Regions from separate parts of the Zea mays genome. Here region 2 is linked to region 1. A link is a contact called in public Hi-C data. All regions are on one chromosome and are shown on one strand. The core of a region is the stretch at or near the end of the contact, and the rest is flanking DNA. Distances in the headings are between cores, read along the strand shown. Region 1 holds the start of LOC542041 (m4 protein). Region 2 holds the start of LOC100284570.

Region 1 (3,682 bases), core at 658-3,157:
TATGGAATTATCACCAAATGTAAAGGGCATGTATGTAATTTTGTATGGGATGTACCCCGTGCCTATAAATAGGTGAACAGTACTCCCGTACTGTTCACGTTGACTTGGCATTTGCTTTTGCGTCACACTTGTATTTTCATCTCCTTCCAAGCCGAAGGTACATCTATAATTCAATATTGTCTCTATTTCTCTATGATGAGTTAATAAAGTTAGATGAATAATGTTATATGATTATTTATGCTATCTTTTATGTTTCATATGCCTCGTCTTTTACTAATGTATGCTGTATTGATGAAGGTTAGTCCTTCATGACCTTCGTCCGGAGATCGTTATATCCTAAGGGAAATAATGCTTCAAAGGACGAAGGACCTTAATGTTTAACATTTTCTGTGTTGCCTTGTTCTTAACTCATAGCATTTGAGAACAAGTCTCCAACAATATTCCTTTTTTCTATTAGAAATTAATAATTCAAAGCTAACGAACCTCTATCAAACAAGCAGTCAGGTCGCGGCCAATCACGGTCATGGGTGGATTGGGCCTGGGTGAGGTAGGCCGTAGGCCCGTAGCAGCGAACGGCTCTGATAGCACTGTTGCTGTAGACCTGTAGCCGCCGCATCGTGCTCGTGCAGCAGCAGCAGGACTGCAGGAGACACAGGTGTCCCGCATTGGCCCGTCCCCGTCGTGGCCTGGCCGCTGCCGTCGGACCGGCCCAAAAGTGGGCGGCCCCTTGCTGCGTCAGCCCGCCCCACGCGTTGTCCGCCTCTCCGGACTGCGAAAAGTGACCGAGCCGGGAAACCAGGCGACCAGTTGCTGCCCCTTCCCCGTTTTGCCCAAACATTACCCCGCAGACTTCATCACGTGCACGGCGTACGGTGCGCTTAAAAAAGCAAAATAAAAATAAAAACCCCGACGAGCCGCATACTCCAAACAATCTGATATCTTTAATGCTTGGGCACCGCTGCACGTGGCACCAGCACGGCCGTGCAAATTAATTTGAAAGCAAAACATTCCGATACAAAAAATGACAACAACGAATCTAGTTAGATCTATTTAAAACAATACCTCCATTCTCGAATATTTATCGTCCACTAGTTCAGTTTTTAACGCGCGCGACAAATAAAAAAGAACTAAGAAAGTATACTACTCCACTACCATCCTAATGCCTACTTTGAGTAATCTAGTATTGATCCTAATCCATATGTATTAAGGTGGTTTGCAGTATAACTTAAACTAATTTACATATAATCCACCTCAACACATATGGATTATGGTCAATACTAGAGTATCCAAACAAAGCTTAAGGATTGTTTGGTTTCTAACTATTTTTTAATCCATCCATTTTATTTTATTTTAGACCCTAAACTAATAAATACGATAACTAAAATAGAACCCAAACACCCATAGAGACTAAACACCCCCTAAAACAAGTCTTGTTCTCATATGTTAGAGTCAAACGTTTTTATTTTTAATAAAACATATAAAAATAACACTAATAGTTTTAATATATAAATAGAATTAATAGATGGAGCGTTGGTTTTTTTGTGTAATAAATTTATTCGAAGATACTACTGCTAATACTTTGGTCGAAAATAAATGTTATAGCGATATTCATTATAGCTACCAGTAGTCGAGTGGAGTAGATAGAAACAAAAACAGATAATAGCTGCTGCCTGCCAGCATCTTGTCGTCATTACTTCATGCCAGGCAAGGTGTGTGAGAGAAGCCGGTTTCGACCGTACGAGGAAAGACCCTGGCAGCGGGCCCTTGCGATGAGAGATGCCGTGGGGCCAGGTGGGCCCGGGCACGCCGCATCGGCCAATGCCAGTTCGACAGCGGCGGCGGGGAAACCATCCCGGTTTCGCTATACCCCCTCCCCCTCCGATCCGTCGCGGCAGCGCTCATCACCGCTTTAAATCCGCCTCCTCCCAGCGTCTCCCTCCTCCCGGCCTGTCCCCTCACCTCCCTCCCCCTATCTCTCCACCGCCGCAGCTAGCTGCGACGTCATGCACTCGCCGGCGCCACCGCCACCGCATACTATCTACAATTAGCCAGCCGTAGGCTTACCTATCCTGTGTCAAGCAAGCCTCTCGCAAGCAACAAGGAAGGAAGCTAGCTAGTTTTATAGCTGCTGTCGGCGGCGGCGGCTGAAGCGACGTGCCTGAGCTAGGATTTAGGTTGAGATCAGGAGAGGGAGAAGGCGGCGGCGATGGGGCGCGGGAAGGTGCAGCTGAAGCGGATCGAGAACAAGATCAACCGCCAGGTGACATTCTCCAAGCGCCGCTCGGGGCTACTCAAGAAGGCGCACGAGATCTCCGTGCTCTGCGACGCCGAGGTCGCGCTCATCATCTTCTCCACCAAGGGCAAGCTCTACGAGTACTCTACCGATTCATGGTACGCTCTCGGCCCCCTCCGTTGCTTACGTTTCGACACTGCCCGCTGCGTGCTGCCCCATTTCCAAGCTGTTTGAAACTATGAATTGAGGTGATGCGTAATTATCTCTGTTCGAATTTGTTGAGAATTTTTGGAATTATGGTTATTGGGTAGACAGACGTACAGCTCTGGTTATGTGTAGATGAATCGAAGAGGCGTGTAGCGTGTCCCGTTCGTGCGCGCGCTATATATATACGGGGTAATTTTATGCTCCGCTTTCGCTGGTATGGCGTTGGTACTGCTCTGTTTGGGGGAAATTTTTGCTGCCATGCTGCATGTGCTAATTGCTTGACTAACTTGACTTCTCCGCAGAACACCAATACTATACATCTCATCTCGCCCTTATTCTGCACATCTCATCTTGTACTCAGCACCCTTAATCTGCGACTGGGGAAGTGGGGATTATATGGAGAGGAGTATAGTTTCTGTAATTTGGATTTTTCTCATCCAGGCCTGGCAGCATCAGTATTATTTAGGTTGCTGCTGCCTCGTTTCTTCGCCGAAGTGCTACTTAATTTGTGTGACTATTTCTTCGTTCTTACATTTTTTCTTCTTTCTGTGCCCCTTTTCTGATTGGCGCTACTTGTGGGCGCTCCCCATGGTATGGAGATACATGGAATCGTCAACTGCCACAAGCAACTATGCTAGCTTGTCTTTACTCTTTGCTGATGACTGACGATGCTGAGTCTGAACCCTGGTAGGACACGCTCATATCGAAAGCCCATGCTGCACTTAAGTTTGTACGTAGACTTTGTTCATTTGATATTGTTATGTGCTACATATCACTGTTAGGTTGCCATGATTTTCTTGAATGAACAGATAGGCACACGCACGCGGATTCCTACTTTCTTTATTTATTAACTAAAGGGGACCTGCCTAGAAAAAATTAAATTGGATAAATTAAAAACTACTTCTAACTATGTTCTTTAATTTCTACCTAGTTAAAATTTATACAATAAATAACTTATCTAGATTCAGAACTAAAATTTAATAGGTGTGCTACCATAAACCGAAGTGCCGTCAACACTCAACAATGAAGGTAGTGTGCACAGACATCACCATCCAAAGTGGCAGATGCAGAACGACAATTCACAGGGGTCAAGAAAATCACGTGATAAAATCAAGCAAGACCCTACAGGTGTTTTATAGAATTTAAGTTTTATATCAATAGATACAAGTTCAAAGAAGAAAACTATATAAACAAAAGAAGCAAACATGTTGCTAAATTCTTGTTGTCCGAATTCAAGCCATC
Region 2 (3,682 bases), core at 531-3,030, 330 kb before region 1:
TTTCAGAGCCAGCCCCTTTTGATGCTTCATTCTATTCTTCTCTGAAATCTCCTGATACACCTTGGCCAACCTCTTCGTCTTATCCACTGTCTTAGGCATCTGAGCCATGACCTGAGTTTGAATTTCAGGTTTCAGCCCCCTGATATAGTGTCACAAAGAAAGTCTCATCCAACTCAGAATTATGCAAAGTAGTGACATATCTGATATCATCAAAGGCTTGAGAGTATTCCTCCACTCCTTGTTGCTGAGTCACATTGACTAAATCTCTCATAGCTTGAGGATATTCGCCTACTCCGAACTTCTCCCTAACTGCCTGTGTAAACTGCCCCCAATCACACAATCCATGTTTCAACTTATACACCTGCAGCCACCTTGACGCATTCCCCTCATGTGCATAAAAGCCGAACTCGCCCACATTCACTCCGGCACCTAATAGACATTGAAGTAATCTACACATCGATCAAACCATATTCCTGGATCACTGCCCTGAAATTTGGGGAATGTCCACTTCGGAAATGGGCCTGTCCTACCCTCTCTTCCTCCACCCCACTGCTCCCTACGATCTCTTCCACGCTCCATTCCTCCACCCCGATCATCCCATCGAGGAGCACACATCTCTCGCTCAGAGTTTGTTTCGTTACCTTCCAAGTCCTTCGCCTGCAACTCCAGTCGCAGCTGTGCAATGGTTCTCTCGTTTTCCTCCATTTGTCGAGCCATCAGTGCTCGATCTTCCTCCGCTTTCTTCTGTCCAATCTCCATGGTTTCCATCTTCCAGTCAACCGCTCCACCGCCAGCATCATCCGCTCCCAACGCTCCTCCCTTTTTTGCTCCACGCCTGCCACTGCTTCTAGGATCAGCCACGTCTGAACGGATGGCTTCGTGGACGGCGCCGTGATGACCACCCTCCGAGGATCAACAGCTCCGATACCACTTGTGATGACCCTTGGCCACAGCGGCGGATCGCCGGGCGTGAGTTGCTTGCGGAACGACGACGACAACGCCGACGGGGACCAGGTGAGTTTGTTCAGGTATCTGTTTCTATTTTATTTCATATCCTCCTCTCAACAACTCATTACAGTATTTATAGATCTCGAATTCAACTACTAATACGGCTAATGCCCTGGATAATCCATCTATTACAGCCCAAAGAAATATTAATACGGCCCAAGCACTAATACCCGAAGAACTCAACTAATACTCCATACCTGCTGATCAATTCCACCATACTCGCCGACGCACCACCTTGGGTCATCACAGAGCATGAACAGAGATGTCAAATCCTCAAACGACAATTCCTAAACCTAGGCGATAAAGCCGATTCGGACTAGGGCGGAGGACACTGTTCAATGGTCGGAGCTAAATCTCTAGGAGACTAGGACGGACCGCGGGAAAGGGGGGAATCGGCACGAAATGGAAACCTATAAAATTACAAGACGGATAGTTGCTTACTTATCCCAGTTGATCTCCGTCTGGTGGAGCGACGGGATCTTGGCGGCCCTAGATGTTGTATCCATGGCCGCGCCGCTCAAATCCTCCCCTCCACCAATCCGCGACCCCCGAGGTGACAACCGAAGGGGGCGCCGGAGGCGTGACGTCGACTCGAATCGGCAAGAATGGCGGGCGGGCGAGCGGGCAGGCTGGCTGCGAGTGTGGTTGGCTTGCCCCCCGTTTTCTCTACCCACTTTCGTGCTCTTTTTGTCCACAACAACTCAGCAAGAACAGCGGAGAGAGCATGTGTTCCTTCCTCGCCTCTTCGGTTTTGTTGGAGGGCGTCGCCGCGTCGATGGCGTCAGCCGTCAGGACTTGGGGACGCTCCTTTCTTGGGCCCAAAGGCAAAATGAGAGAATAGTGCTTTTTCCTAACAGCGACATCGTTGTTGGGCTCGGAGGCCAAGCCCGTTTGCCTTTGCTTTATGACGAATGAACAGGTGAACTCGTTCCCTTCAGGCTTGAGTCCTTGACGCTGCAGTTTATACTGCTTCGTACTCGAATATTTGTGGTATGTTAGTTTATTTTTAAACTAATAAAATACAATAAATAAAAAATAAAGAAGGAATATAACCTTAACCAGTAAATTGTAGCTAGTATAGTGTCTGTATGTGGCTACGGTTTTTATTTATCATATATTTAAGTATAAAATATAAAACACAAAGACATGTGTGTTTGAAGCTACAACTATCATGTTAATCCTTGTTTATGTATAATTTTAGATTTTTTTATCAAGAGAAGAGAGAGGTAAACGAAAGGAGGATGATGGGAACCAATGCTTTATATAATAGAGACTAGTATAATGTCGTATTGTGTGTAAACCCTAAACAACGCATTAAGGAAGTTAGTTAGTTCTTATGTTACTTGGAAAATTATATTAAAATTTATTAAGTTGTGTTTTGTTGATGAGACATGCTAATTTAAACAAATGATATATATATATATATATATATATATATATATATATATATATATATATATATATATATATATATATATATAATGATAATAATTATTTTTATAAAATGGTGAATGCATTCATACTGAGAGACTTTTTATTTGTGCATTTGATTTGTGGCCAAAATTCATAATCAAGTTTGAATTTAAAATCTTGAAATTTGATAGGGGAATTGATTTAAATGGAAATAGGAAAACAGAAAAGAAAAAAAAGAAAGAGAATGAACCTACCTGGGCCGAAACACACCCTCTCGCCCATTACCTCACGCCATCCCCCGCGCGCCGACAGGTGGACCTGCATGGGCAGTGACTCGGTCCCTGTGGCCCTGGCACACGTGTGGTCACCATGCGCTGACGCACGGGCCCCGATGGGCAGCCCCTCGTGCAGTGTTGTGGCTGGCACATGGGACCCACCTGTCAGTTGCTCTCGCTGAGCATGTCGAATCCCTCTTTTGCTTGGACCTACCAAACCGTATCGCAGCGCGCTTGCTGGGCCTCTAGCGCGTGGGGCTGTTCGGTTAGACTACCTCTAACAGGGACCTGTAAATGGTTCTGTCCTCTAAAATATAGAGGATGCATGCAACTTTTTGTCTTCAACAAGAGACTGTAAAGAATCCTCTAAATTTTAGAGCACGCCATGCATCCGCTAGAAATAGAAGACGTACGGTTCTACTCTATACACTGTGCTTATTTATTGTGTTTGCTCGTTCACGTGCACATGACTGGTAAAAATCAATATAGAATGTGAAATATAGTACACTGTTGATATAGAGGATGAAATTTAGAGGACATTGCTGGAGATGGAGAAAATATAGAGAACCGAATCTTTTAGAGAGTATTGTAAAGGACAGAGAATATTCTTTTAGAGGACGAAATTTAGGGGACGTTGCTAGGGACAGTCTTAGGCCCCCTGTACATATTCCCCATAACAACTCAGCCGCAATGAGCGCCGCCGCCGCGCGATTCTAGCTAGCCGGGTGCAACCGACCTAGCTGGACTATAAACCTGTGCGCCTGGTATTCCTCCCCTCCTTTTTTCCTTGAGTAGACCCAATACACATCACGACGCCGAGAGAGAACAGGGAGCCAGGGTGGGGGGAATCGACCCCCGTGAGCCATCCCTGCCTCGCCATCGTTGCGGCCTCGGTTGGCACTTGCGGGTTGTCAGCGAGGGATCATAGAAGAGCCCTCGGGACTCATTCGTGCATGGGCGGTCTTGCGTGGCCAAAATTGCTCATC

What was found. A called contact is a pair of places that touch in the nucleus more often than the background predicts.
Region 2: a contact with region 1 is called in a Hi-C map of ear, with 2.4 times the contacts expected there. The contact joins the promoter of LOC100284570 here to the promoter of LOC542041 in region 1. A contact is called at or near these places in 2 of 25 Hi-C or Micro-C datasets (ear and tassel).

Annotation. Positions count from the first base shown.
Region 1 is chr1:283,877,481-283,881,162 of Zm-B73-REFERENCE-NAM-5.0, reverse strand. It overlaps LOC542041 (m4 protein), which reads left to right and starts at 1,907. Exons shown (of 8, transcript NM_001111681.1): 1 at 1,907-2,391. The coding sequence starts at 2,207.
Region 2 is chr1:284,211,311-284,214,992 of Zm-B73-REFERENCE-NAM-5.0, reverse strand. It overlaps LOC100284570, which reads right to left and starts at 1,780. Exons shown (of 6, transcript NM_001370665.1): 1 at 1,450-1,780. The coding sequence starts at 1,514.